Linked DNA regions of Hordeum vulgare: all the other regions are linked to region 1. A link is a contact called in public Hi-C data. All regions are on one chromosome and are shown on one strand. Each heading gives the region's core, a stretch centred on a gene start, on an enhancer-like site or on the middle of the called end of the contact. The rest is flanking DNA. Distances are from core to core; before and after follow the strand shown.

Evidence for each region. A called contact is a pair of places that touch in the nucleus more often than the background predicts.
Region 2: a Hi-C map of leaf shows a contact between it and region 1, with 4 times the contacts expected there. The contact joins the promoter of LOC123425577 here to the promoter of LOC123407562 in region 1. A contact is called at or near these places in 4 of 6 Hi-C or Micro-C datasets (leaf and seedling) and 1 of 1 datasets of contacts at active chromatin or transcription factors (embryo).
Region 3: a contact with region 1 is called in a Hi-C map of leaf, with 6 times the contacts expected there. The contact joins the promoter of LOC123425604 here to the promoter of LOC123407562 in region 1. A contact is called at or near these places in 5 of 6 Hi-C or Micro-C datasets (leaf and seedling) and 1 of 1 datasets of contacts at active chromatin or transcription factors (embryo).

Annotation. Positions count from the first base shown.
Region 1 is chr1H:85,900,461-85,904,377 of MorexV3_pseudomolecules_assembly, reverse strand. LOC123407562 (BTB/POZ and MATH domain-containing protein 2-like) reads right to left here and starts at 1,344. Exons shown (of 2, transcript XM_045100728.1): 1 at 1,115-1,344; 2 at 1-1,006. The coding sequence starts at 994.
Region 2 is chr1H:85,708,584-85,713,138 of MorexV3_pseudomolecules_assembly, reverse strand. It overlaps LOC123425577 (40S ribosomal protein S4), which reads left to right and starts at 1,302. Exons shown (of 5, transcript XM_045109271.1): 1 at 1,302-1,427; 2 at 2,247-2,324; 3 at 2,418-2,598; 4 at 2,715-2,812; 5 at 3,157-3,766. The coding sequence starts at 1,425. The coding sequence ends at 3,594. It overlaps LOC123425567 (desiccation-related protein PCC13-62-like), which reads right to left. Exons shown (of 1, transcript XM_045109261.1): 1 at 4,468-4,555.
Region 3 is chr1H:86,107,662-86,112,153 of MorexV3_pseudomolecules_assembly, reverse strand. It overlaps LOC123425604 (translocase of chloroplast 101, chloroplastic), which reads left to right and starts at 2,071. Exons shown (of 5, transcript XM_045109307.1): 1 at 2,071-3,109; 2 at 3,206-3,283; 3 at 3,369-3,521; 4 at 3,645-3,701; 5 at 3,793-4,492. The coding sequence starts at 2,261.

The DNA of each region.
Region 1 (3,917 bases), core at 95-2,594:
TAATCAACGGGAATTTTAGAACCAACAATGCATAACCATCAGTGAACATGGCCTCCTTAAAATTTCCTTCCACTGTGAAGAAGTCAATGCAGCTATTCTTCAACTCCTGGCAGTTATAGGTTTCGGCACAAGCTAACATGGTTGCAACTGTGTCTACTGAAACTGCGTTCCATAACTTTTGGGCACAAATAACCTTGAGCCTATCAAGTGCATATAGATCAGCCGCAGCGAGTAGATCCTGGAGCATCTCGGTGGAATAGTCGTTGGACTCGTCTTGTCCGGGTAATTCATCCATGTATATAAATCCAAGCATAACTTTGAAAGTTGCAGGCGTGATGTCGTGCAACCTGATGGATGACATGGTAGCCTCGGACATGGAACCGAAGAGCTGTGCTCTAAAGACCGGTGAGCGAGCAGCAAGCACCGCGCGGTGAGCGAGGAAAGTATCGTCGCCGACGATGAATGAAACGTCTGTCCCGTCGGCATGATCAAGCAGGCGGCCAAGATGAGTCCCGATATCTGAAGGCGGGACGGGAATAGCAGGTTTGTCGTCAATGAGTATGATGGCGCATACGAACGTGACGCGCCTCTCTGCTAAGAAAATTTTCTCCAGGATGGCTGCCTTGACGAACCGATTCCATCCCCAGGAATCACGGCGGCCTTTATCTCCGTTGGTTTCAAAGGTTTGAAATGTCCTCTGCAGTATGTCCGGCGCAGATGGATTGCCGTCGCTGCCAATGACGAAGGCCTCGATGACGGCCCTGACGCTTGTGGTTTTGCTCATGTGCCTGAAGAAGATGGAAACATACTCGCCCTTGTCGGCCTCGCTCTGGCCGCGCGGGAAGAACTCGATCCTCCAGTGGTGCCCCCCGGCGGAGACGACGTCGGAGTGGATGGCCTTGCCGATGGGAAGCTTCTTGCTTTGCTCGTGGTCTACTATGAACCGGAAGGCCGAAGAGCCCACGGTGGTGATCCTCGCCGTCGGCTCTGCCATCTCGCTAGCTCGCTGGACAAATATTAAGCTCTAGTAAACAGATTGAGCACACGCCAGACGGCCGGAGGCTGGAGGGACCAAAGAAGAACACAAGAGGTGGGTGAAGAGGTGGACACTTACTGGCTTGCTCTCCAGCCGCCGGAGGTTGGCCTACTGGCGGCGGCGATCTGTTGGAGCCGAGGCTGCTCTTGGTAGCCTGCCCTCTTGGCCGCCGGCGCTTGCGAGTCCACGCTAAATTTGACCGAGGGAGCAAAAGAACCGGCCGGCGGCTTTGTTCGTGCAGGCTTCTAACCACCAACTGTACCAACGACTTTTCCATGTTTGAATAATAGTAGTATGCAATTTTATCGCCAGTTTCCTCCAGGCCCCGCCATCTATTATATGACTATATGCTCCTTGGTTCGCTTTCTCTAGTCTGCTCGGGAGACCAACACCTCACGTTCCAGCATCCGCATCCCTAACTTTACATCTCAGTTATCTGATAACATCCTCCACCTCACCTCACTTCACCTATCGCTATCAGGCCTCAGTAGCTAAGAAGAAGATCCTGCAATCTCGGTCTCCGAGCTCTGCTTAATAAAGACGCCAAGTACCACCCACCGTACTTCAAAACACCATGGCCCTGTTTGGATCTATAGCCTAAAGTTAATTTGATCTAAGTTTGTGTTCAACTAGCCCTAAAGTATTCAAACACAAGGATTAGATTGGAGCTAGTTACATCTAATCCACCTAAAAAAAATTATCACACCCAAGAGGTGTTAATTGGAGCTAGTTCTCGTAAGGTTCATTAAAAAAAAAATTCTCTCTCTCCCACCACCCAAGAGATGCTAATTGGAGCTACTTCTCATGATGCCCATTAAAAAAACACTTTCTCTTTCCATAAAGTGCATCTGTTGTCAATCTAACCCTTCCATCCAAACACCTATTTGGCTAGAGTTAGTTTAGGGTTAGTCATGAGCTAAAAACTAACTCTAACCACTAGCTAAGCTAGAGTATCCAAACAGGGCCCATGCTAAAACTATGCTTGAACGCCTGCACTATACACATGGAGATGTATTTCACTACGTTATCTCCTAAATCCTCTTTTTTAACTCAACAATAATCTCTGGGAATTTCAGAACCATCAACGCATAACCATCAGTGAACATGGCCTTCTTGAAATTTTCCTCCACTACGAAGAAGTCAATGCACTTGTTCTTCAACCCCGGCCAGTTGTAGGTTTCGGCGCAAGCTAAGAGCATCTCCAACAGACGCGCTTCGACCGGTGCTCAAAAAACTTATATACAGTACGTGGTTAGCTTTTTTTAGGGCGCCGGCTTCAGCGGTCGCAGCATATTTAGTACGCGTGCGGCGCTCCAGTAGCCGCTGTAAATTTAGCACGCATGTGGCGCTCCAACACCCAAAACTTGTCCAACACGCATATAGTTCATTGTTGTCATATAGATAAAAATATATAGATAATAAAACATAGATAATATATTACATATAGATAAAACTAGTTCAACACAAAGATAATAAAACAAGTTCAGCACATAGATATTAAAACTAGCATATATAGATATAAAACGACTCCGAGTCGTCACTGTTGGTGCTGTCGGAGGTAGATAGAAACGTGTCCTCCCAACGTTCATCGTTGGACGTGAAGATAGACGGCAAACCGCTTTTGACGGCCCCGCACTGCGATATGGCGAGTAACTTGCGCCGACGCCTGTCCAGCCGCTCCGCGTGACGCCTTGTCGTCCTCTCCGTCCAGTAGGCGTTCTCATTGGCGACGTCCTCTGGGTGGCGCCGGCGACACTCCGTCATGGCTCGCTCGTCCTCCTCGGCGACGAGGAGCCGGCGCTGCTGCCGACGGTGCTCCTGACGGTCTTTCTCCGTGATCAGACGAGGGGGAGGGACGAGGTTCTGCGTCTGCTCGCGCGTGTAGATCTCGTGGAAGTTCATCTACGCGTGAGGCCGCTCTACTCGCCACGCCGCCGCGTCGTACGCGCGGGTGGCCTCGTGCGCGGTCTCGAACGTGCCGAGGCCGAGGCGGACGTCATCGGACAGATCTTGACGTAGTAGGTGCCGGAGGGACGCTCGCGGACGCCGCGGTAGCCCGAGGATAAACAGCGGCGCGGCGGCATGATGGCAGAGGGAGCGGCGAGGGAGAGGCAGAGGAAGAGTCGAGAAAGCGGCGAGGGAGAGGCGCGCGGCTTTGTGGGTAGCCGCGTGGCGGACGCGGCATTTTATAGTGCGCTAAAAGCGGTGCGCCAAATCTGACGCGCGGCCGCCCGCTTTCTCTTGTTTTTTGCCGCATCCGCTGGAACACGTAATTTCGTCCCGCACGCACTAAAAGTTGTGTTTACCGCACGCGTGTTTTTTACGACCACGGTTGAAGATGCTCTAAGATAGTTGCAACTATATCTTCTTGTCAGCGCCCTCTCCTAGCCCATATGTGTACGTGGGCCTGCCTTTGGACATCACACGGGCTAGACCTGTGCATCCCAGGCTCCCACCGCTGCAAGTAAGGTTGCAAAGCTGCGTCCAAATCCGTTCCGTTCCGTATACAAATTAAAAAAGGTTAGTTTTAGCTAGCTTGTGATGTTGTTAGGCAAAGTTACACTAATTTAGCACTTTGGCGGGTGTACGCGGGGCGCCGCTCTACTACATCCCTAGCTGCAAGTATCGGGAGAAGAAGCAACGAAGAAGGCATCCAGTGAATCATGGACGAACGTGACGGCTGCTCTTCTCTCCTTCCCCTACCTCTAGTTCATTCGTGTATCCAATTTCTGTAATAGCTACTGAATTCGTAGTATCAACCGAGTGTAGGAGTGTAACACATCTGTATCCTAACATCTGGTTGGTATTCAGAGCCAGCACCACCCTTTCCCTCAAATTTCGCCCGATTTTTCTCCCAATTCAACCGGCGACGATGCCATGT
Region 2 (4,555 bases), core at 53-2,552, 190 kb after region 1:
AACTTCTGGTTCATTAACCTTTATGCCCTTGGACTACACAAGGGCACTAGCTAGCCTCTTAGCTGCACCGTATCTACCTCATCATGGAGACCTGGGTTTGACCCCACGTCCTCTCCATTTTTTCTAGCCTTTTCTCAAACCTTAAATATTTTACAGATTAAAGTATTTTTTAAAATATTCATATCTTTCAAACCTCAGTTTCAAATTTAACATGTAATTTTTTTCATAGAGGCCATCTCGCAAAATTGTTGCTTAATTGTCACCTTAACCCATTGTCAATATCATCTATAAGTGATAAAAAAATATTCATGAATTTAAACATGTTCATGATTTTTAGAAAATCTTATGATTTCTAAATTGTTCATGATTTCACGAAATTAAGAGTGATAGTGTATCTCAGTGATGCAGTAAAATATGGTCATCTTCATTGAAAATTACGAAAAAAAATCCGTTGCAACGCACGGGCCTTTTGCTATATTAATAAAAGAAATAGGTATTCTTAGTCCACCATGCTATTTTATAGAAAACCCCTTGATGTTTTTAACATTAAACATGGAGTACATATTAAATATTATTTTAAATACTCATATCTTTTAAACCGTAACTCAAAATCTAACATGTTATATATGGATTTTGATTAGAAAAATATGTTGAATCTGAATATGATGTTATTTTACCTGTTAAACATTTAAAAATTAATATATAGGATGCAATCTTAATCAATAATGTATTATCCGTCTTTCTTTCATACCAATACTGATCTGGATTATGGATGAATATCTCAGCAAAATGAGGATTGGAGACGAAATTGAAGACCACTTGACCGTTTCTTTGTATGTATTAAATCTACATGCAAGCCGTGTTTAAATAAAAGACTCGTGGAATCTTAAACTGCATTTTTGTAGTCTAGCATCATCTTTGTTTGGGTCGTACGTACAAATACCTACATTATAGACCATTTTTATAAGTTAAAAGTGAGTCGTATTCTTTTTCCCGTTGCAACGCACGGGCCCTTTTGCTAGTATAAAATAAATTTCATACAGGGATGCTATGGCCGTTGTTGGCTATGGTCGAGAGCTACACGAAAGAAAAAAGCTATGGTCCAGAGCCCACCCTTTCTTCTTGAGATATGGCCCAGAGCCGCTAGGCCGTCTCTGACAGGGATGATATGGGCTTTTGTTCATTTCCAGAAGGGACGCTAGCTGCCCACAACCGTGTCAAGCCCAAGACCAGGCCGAAAGCCCACACAGCCGAACGGGGGCACTAAAACCCTACCCCTCGCAGTATATATATACGCTCTCTCGCCCCATCGCTTCGTCCTCATTCTTTGTCATCCCGGCGGCGGCGCGTAGCAGAGGAGAAGGAGCAGGCGGCGGGGGTGCCCGAAGAGGAGAAGCACGGCGACCTAGCCCGAGCTCGCAACCATGGTGAGCGACGCCCTTCCCCCCCTCCCCCATCCCTCCGCGTGCTTGATTACGCCTCTGTCGTAGATCCGATCCGTAGCCGCCGCCGTCCGAATGTGTAGCGCCGCCGCTGTGCTGCTTCAGAGACCCTCGATTCTGGCGTTGAGGTCATTCGGTGGCTTGTGCTCTTGTCGGCTCCGTAGATTTGTTCGTGTTTCGCCTAGGGTTTCCTTCTGCCGATGGGTTGCATTGTTTTCTGTTAGCGGGTTCCTCGCACTTCGTCCGATAGATTAGCCCTTTGATTCATGTAGCACTGCTTTAGTTCATGTTCTGGAGGCAGCTACAGGAGTGGCTTTGAAAGTTTTAGCCGCCCGATTTGACGAGATTTTCACTTCTGGAGTCGTAGATTGTAGATCAGTTTCGTGTGTTGTCTATATGGTTTCCAAAGTACAGTTCCTGCTTAGCGAATGGTTTATGCCCAATCTTTGATCGTTCTTGCTAGGGGAAAGCTATGATAGATCAATTTGCAGAGCGTCACCACTTTCGAAAGTTGCATGCCCGACTGATTAATCAGTTGATTATATACCATCAGTTGAAGATCGTAATTTCTGTTGATGTCTGTTAGTGTTCACACAAGTAAAGTGATTTCAATGTTAAAATTACTAACCTGCTAAGTTGATAAGTATTCTTAATTAGGGCATGTATTTCCCGTCAACAATTGAAGATAACTCCTGTAACCTTAACCATTTTTGTTATGTCAATGATCTAATGTAGCAACTGTGCTCATTTGCTGTTCTTGTTTTGAAACGATAGTAATTTGCCTCCTTGTTTATCTGTCTACAGGCTAGGGGTTTGAAGAAGCATCTGAAGAGGCTCAATGCCCCGTCTCATTGGATGCTTGACAAGCTTGGTGGAGCTTTTGTAAGTGCATCGGTTCTTCTAGCCTGTGCATCTTCTGCCAGTTAAGATGCTTGTGTTCAGTGTTCTGATGTTTGATTTGTGTTTTGATTTCAGGCCCCCAAGCCATCATCTGGTCCTCACAAGGCCAGGGAATGCCTGCCTCTGATCCTCATCCTGAGGAACAGACTGAAATATGCTCTCACGTACCGTGAAGTGCAATCTATCCTTATGCAGCGTCATATTATGGTTGATGGAAAGGTCCGCACTGACAAGACCTACCCTGCTGGTTTCATGGGTATGCTCTAATCTTCTAGTACTAAAATGTGTTTGCATCTTTATCTGAGTTGACATTGTGCATATATTCTTGAACATCATTTGTTTGCTGATACATACTTTCATATTGTCTACCAGACATTATTTCTATTCCCAAGACTGGTGAGAACTACAGGCTTCTGTATGACACCAAGGGCCGCTTCCGCCTTCACTCTGTCAGGGATGAGGATGCTAAGGTTAGCCCTATCCTTATCCATTATCCTGCTGTTCTTCCATTATGCTGATTCCTTCGGTTTCTAGAACTGCTTATATATTGCATATGGGCAAGCATTGATATCCTCTTGCAATACATACCTTGCTGTTTCTCATGTCACTTGCCTGGCATTGTACTACTGTTGTATTTTTGCTGTTCTATTTGTTCACCATGTTTATCTGTCTCAATCCTGTTATCCATTTTCTGAAGATGCCATTTTGTTTTCTGATCCTGCCTAGATAGATTCTAGTTTGTCATCTGTTTTATCCTGTAATGTATATATTCCATTAGCTATCTTTCTCCTGACTTAGTTTCCTCCATGTGCAGTTCAAGCTCTGCAAGGTCAGGTCTGTCCAGTTCGGCCAGAAGGGCATCCCATACCTGAACACCTATGATGGCCGCACCATCCGCTACCCAGACCCACTCATCAAGGCCAACGACACCATCAAGCTCGACCTGGAGACCAACAAGATTGTTGACTTCATCAAGTTTGACGTCGGCAACGTCGTCATGGTGACTGGTGGGCGCAACACTGGGCGTGTTGGTGTGATCAAGAACAGGGAGAAGCATAAGGGAACCTTTGAGACCATCCACGTTGAGGATGCCCAGGGTCACCAGTTTGCCACCCGTCTGGGCAACGTGTTCACCATTGGCAAGGGCACCAAGCCTTGGGTGAGCCTCCCCAAGGGCAAGGGTATCAAGCTCACCATCATTGAGGAGCAGAGGAAGAGGGATGCCGCAGCTCAGGCTGCTGCCAAGGCCTGATTCTGAGGCGTTGAGTCGTTTTGCTATAGCCAGTTATCTGCAAGGATATAGAACTATGTTCCTGGAACCATCTTTTTTAAGTTTTGCCTGATGTTTGTTGATTTGCGAACCCATGGATGCTGCTAGATGTAATGTGGATGTTTACCTTATTAAGTGCTATTTCGAGACCTCATCTGGTTATCTTAATGTTTGAGATAAGTTTAGGCATTATCTAGTATTTGCTGTTTAATTTCTAGTTGAATTTAGCATCGCAGATAATCCTCGACGACGTCTTCTCTGTACTAGGGAAGCCAGGTCTCGCCTGGCTCGTGATCCACAACCGCCCGATAATGTCTGGACTACCGACATGCCTCAAATTAATCTGAGGACGCCTGGTCACGGTCGACAAGTTTCATATTTGTGATTGGGTGTTGAAAAAAATAATCTTGCATCTTATAGTAATTGCTAGGTTGAGATTACCCTTAATTAGTACATTTAGGCAGCCCAACACTGTTGTGGTGACGGTAGAGCTTTTCCCCTAAGTTGGCCACTAAATTGACTGAGGTAGCTGCTGATGTTGTTCGGTAGAGCTTTTCCCCTAATTTGGCTACTAAATTGACTGAGGTAGCTGATGATGTTGTTAGTAAAAGCCCAACCTGCTTAGGTGGCGGTCCTTCTTCATGAGGTCTTGCATGTTCTGAAAATGGAACACCAATCCTGCATTTCATTTGAAACTGGATTCACAGCATACAAGCATCAAACAATGACAAATCAGAGAACGAGCAGTGCTCGACGTACTATTCGCAACATATTTGACTTTTGTATACGGTTCCTACTCACACCTGGCATTTTGTTTCTCGAGCTGTAAATTGTCAAATTGAAATTGGTCTCGAATTTCTGCTGACATTTTCTTTTTCAAAATAAATTGCAATGTTTTATTTTATCGTGTCTCACTCTCGGTCCATGGCAGCACCAAAGAGGT
Region 3 (4,492 bases), core at 822-3,321, 210 kb before region 1:
TTTCTACTCTACGATAAACAACTTTCACATCACCGTAGACAACTAAACTATCTACAACTTAGTTTTTGATGTATGCAACTTAGCAACCATGTTAACCATCTATTAGACTACTGCACACAACTATTAGTAGCCCAGTAGGTGAATTCACTAAGGCATTCATCTACCATCAAAATTGCTCCTCTTTAACACTAAAGTTGCCTAATCTAGCATCAAAGTTTCCTTTGAAAAAAACATGCAAAACATATTTATATGTGATCTTGTTTTAAAGAGTTCGTCATGAGGAACCCAGCAGTAAAAATGGATCATAATTTCGACACACGATTTAAAAGTTATAGCTTTCAAAAAAATCATACCGGAGTTAATGCATGTTACGTCATGAGTTCACATGATTGCCTATGGATGATACTCAGTTGCCTAAATACAACGAAAATTTGTCCCACGTGGTTTTTATGTTGTCTATAATATACTTTCCAGGTAAATTCATTAGTACACATGATGCAATGAAAGTTGCTTATATTTAACACTAAAATTGCCTCAACTAGAACAAAAATTGCTTTAAAAAATCATTGAAATATATCCATATGTGATATAGTTTTAAAGATCTTGTCGCGAGAAACCTAACGGTAAAAACGGATCTTCGTTTCCACGCTCGGTTCAAAAGTTATAGCTTCTTGAAAAGAAATACTACGGAATAAAATGAGATGACATCAACACATGCATCGAGGGAATGGAATAAGATCGAGTGACTTCACTTGGTGAAGTCACGCTGCAACTTTAGCCCTCTAATTTCCATCCAAAACATATCCAACGATGTATATGAAACATAGGCAAAAACTTCAACATTTGACAGCAAACAACGTAGAGTCAATGCACTTTGATTCTGTTTGATTTGAATGGATTGTAACCAAAAAAAATAAAGAGACGAGAATACTCATGAGCAAACTATAACAACAAAAAATGAACAGATAATATAGTAGCATATTATGCAATCAAAATTGAACACTCCAATTGCATTTGCAAATCCAGTAGCATTTGACATTAAAAAGTTGTAGCACATAACATTCAAATGCTACAACAAAAAATGCCAATATTAAGTAATCAATCAAGTACACAAAAGAAGACCATTTAACTTGTACACTTTGACCAAAAAAGACTGGCTAACACCCAAAATACTGTAATTAGATGTGTCCAAAATACCATCTAACAACTTTAAAGATACTAGATCAGTCATCATAAAGATATCATCGTTAACTCGTGAAGTTGTCAAGAGATCGTAAAAAGCTACGACGCCTCCTCTCCTCCCGCGGCGGCCGCCCCTCCTCTCCCCAACGACGATGTGACCTGCACTTCCCTTCCTCCAGCGGCGGCCACCCCTCCTCTCCCCGAGCGACGGTGCGATCCGCCCCTCCTCTTCCCTAGCGACGACACGACCTGCCCCCAGGGACGGAGCGACATCTGCATCTACCCTGTTGCACCCTTGCTAGTTTAGCCTGATGCACTTATACACATGCTTGATCCAAGTGCTAAACTACTTGTAAAAAGCTGCTTGACCCTGTTGCCCATGCAACAGGGTAGCTCCATGCAGCTCCGCCCCTGCCTGCCCCTCCTCTCCTCCAGCGGCGGCCGCCCCTCCTCTCCGACTGGTTGGCGGCGCGGGAGTGTTCCGGACGTGCTCGCGAATCCCAAATTTCGTGCCCGCCCTTTTCTAGACAGTTAAATGCTAAAGTTTTTGCCTTATCTCATATACATCGTTGGATAAGTTTTGGATGAATATTAGAGGGCTGTAAAGGGCTAATGCTGCAGCGTGAAGTCAGTGGATCTGAGGGAATCCTTAGTGACCATACATCTCAGGTACATCGCGAGATGAAATGACATCTTTTTGTTAGTAGTTTGTCGTGAACGGACGGCTCACGCGCGAGCCCTCAACGAGATGAAATAGTGCAACTGTATTTTAAGTAGTAATAAAAGTCCATAAAAATAAACGCCTTATCACCATCGCCCCAAATCTGCCCATTGCTTGCTTCCTCATCTCACCCCTGGACCCTGGCTGGCTGCCATCTCGTCCCAGAATTACACGCCAAACCAGACCCAAATCGAATTGAGCTATATATACTCACGAGATAAATCGAGTAGCCTAACCTAAAACCCTCACCTTATCCTCTCCTCCCCTCTCCCCTCCCATCCCCTCCATCTCCTCCGACGACGGAATCCGACGACTTCTGCTGCTGTTTTGCTTGTGGGCGGAGCAAGAGGCGGCAGCATGGCGACCACCGACGCCCGAGCCGCGCCCGTGGCCGACGAACGGCCTCCGGCGGCTGATGCGGACGAGGTTGCGGCGGCGGAGGGGACCAAGAGTGCCGGGGCGGCGCCGGAGGAGGTGGGTGGAGTAGGGGAGGGCGAGGAGGTGAGATTTGAGGGGAAAGACCGTAGCTTTACTGGTTCGGAGGCCAACAACGGCGGGGCCGAGGAGGCGGAGGACGGTGGGGAGGTGGAACCAGCGGTACGAGATGGGAAAGATGCAAGCGAGGGGGAGGGAGAAGGGAAGGAGGAGGCGGCGGCTGCGGCCAAGGAGCAGGAGGAAGGTGACCGAGGATTGACGGTGGAAGATGTGAAGGCTGCGTTGTTGGTGCAGGCGCCTGTTGCAGTGAAGCCTGAATCCGACAATGGTGAATTGGGCGAGGGGGCTGCTTCCCTGCCATCCCCTGATGCGCCGGTAGGTGAGGAGAAGCCTGAATTGACCGGCGAACCAGAGGAAAGTGCCACTTTGGAGGTGAAGGAAGTGAGCAACGTGGCAGTCGATGCTGAATTGTCCGAGGAGAAACCAGAGGCTGAGAAGCTTGCAGAGGTGGCCACTGGAGGCGAAGATGATGGTGAGTTTGACAGCGAGAAGGCGGTTACGGCCTCCACCAGGAGCATGGAGGCGGCGGAGCCGGAGGATAAGGTGGCTCCTACAGCTGAAGCCAATGGCAATTTGGGTGGTGAGGCTGAAGAGCCTGCTGAGATGGTGGCGGTGGGAGGTGAAGAGGCTAAAGAAGCATCATTGGAGAATGAGGCTGATGTGGAAGACAAGCCTGCAAAGCAGGAGCCTGAAAGTGATGCGAGTCCAGTGGTAAGTGGGCTTCTTCATCATCAATCAATTTTTTTTTGTTGATGGTATTGATACTGGTAGGATTTTTGTATGAACAATTCAAATGACCCAATCCAGGTTACTGACGGCGGTAACCGTGTTGATGTTGAAGACGAGGCGGTGAAGCCCGAGCCTGAGAGCACTGCAAGTCCAGTAGTAAGTGGACATATTCGTTCTAGTTCTGTTACTAGTTGTGTTGACACCATTAGAGGATGTGAACAACTCAAATGCCATTAACCAGGTTGTTGATAACGGTACCGTGGAGAACCATGCCAATGTGGAAGAGGAGGCTGCAAAGCCTGATCTGGTGAATGATGCAAGCCCAGTTCAGAACCATGCTAATGTGGAAGACGAGGCTGCAAAGCCTGATCCGGTGAACGATGCAAGCCCAGTGGTAAGTGGACATGCCCAATATAATTTCGTTGCTACTACCTACTACTAGTGTTGACACTATTGGGGTTTAAACAAATCAAATGATCCAAACCAGGTTATTGACAATGGTAGCTTGGATTACCAGGCTAATGAGAAAGATGAGGCGGCAAAGCCTGAGCCAGAAAACGATGCAAGTCCTGAGGTAAGTGGGCATGTTCTATCTAATTCCTTTGCTAGTAATGTTAACATTAATGTGGATTTGGGATATAAAGAATTCGAATGATCCATACCAGGTTATCAATGACATTAGCTCGGAGAGTTTGGTGAAGCTTGCTCCTTCAAGCGCAGACATTCCGCTTACTGAAAGCAATGAGAAGGCACAAAATGCAGAGGACCAGGTGGTTGCTAGTGGAAGTGTGGAAAATGTTGGTGTTGAGAAGCCTACAGAGGTTGAGAGTGTTGTTGCTGGTGGCGATGATGTTATCTTGTCTCGGGAGTTGGCTCCAGAACCTGTCAAGGAAAACAATGATTATGTCGATGAGAATGAACCTGCTGCAGAGGTGATTAGCCACAAAGAAGAGGCTGGTGATGATGAGATAGTTATGGTTGCAGCTGCTGATGACCAGAAAACTGTAGATGCAGCTGATGAGGAAGACACAGGTGGTGAGGAGAATGATGGTGCAGAAGATGTTGCTGACCATGAAGTAGAGGCTGTTGATGATGAGATTGTTTTAGCTGCAGCTGATGAGGAAGATGGGAGTGGTAATGAGGGTGATGAGGACGATGATGAGGTGAGCTTTGACAGGAGTCCTGCACGAGTTGCAATCATAGAGAACTCTGAAGCTGCAAAGCAGATCATGAAGGAGCTTGGTGAAGGATCCTCAAGTGGTAGTCCTGTGTCTGGCTTGAGCAGCTCAAGGGAGTACACTAATAGCATGGATGGGCAGATTGTTCTTGATGATTCTGAGGATGATGATGATGACGACGATAATG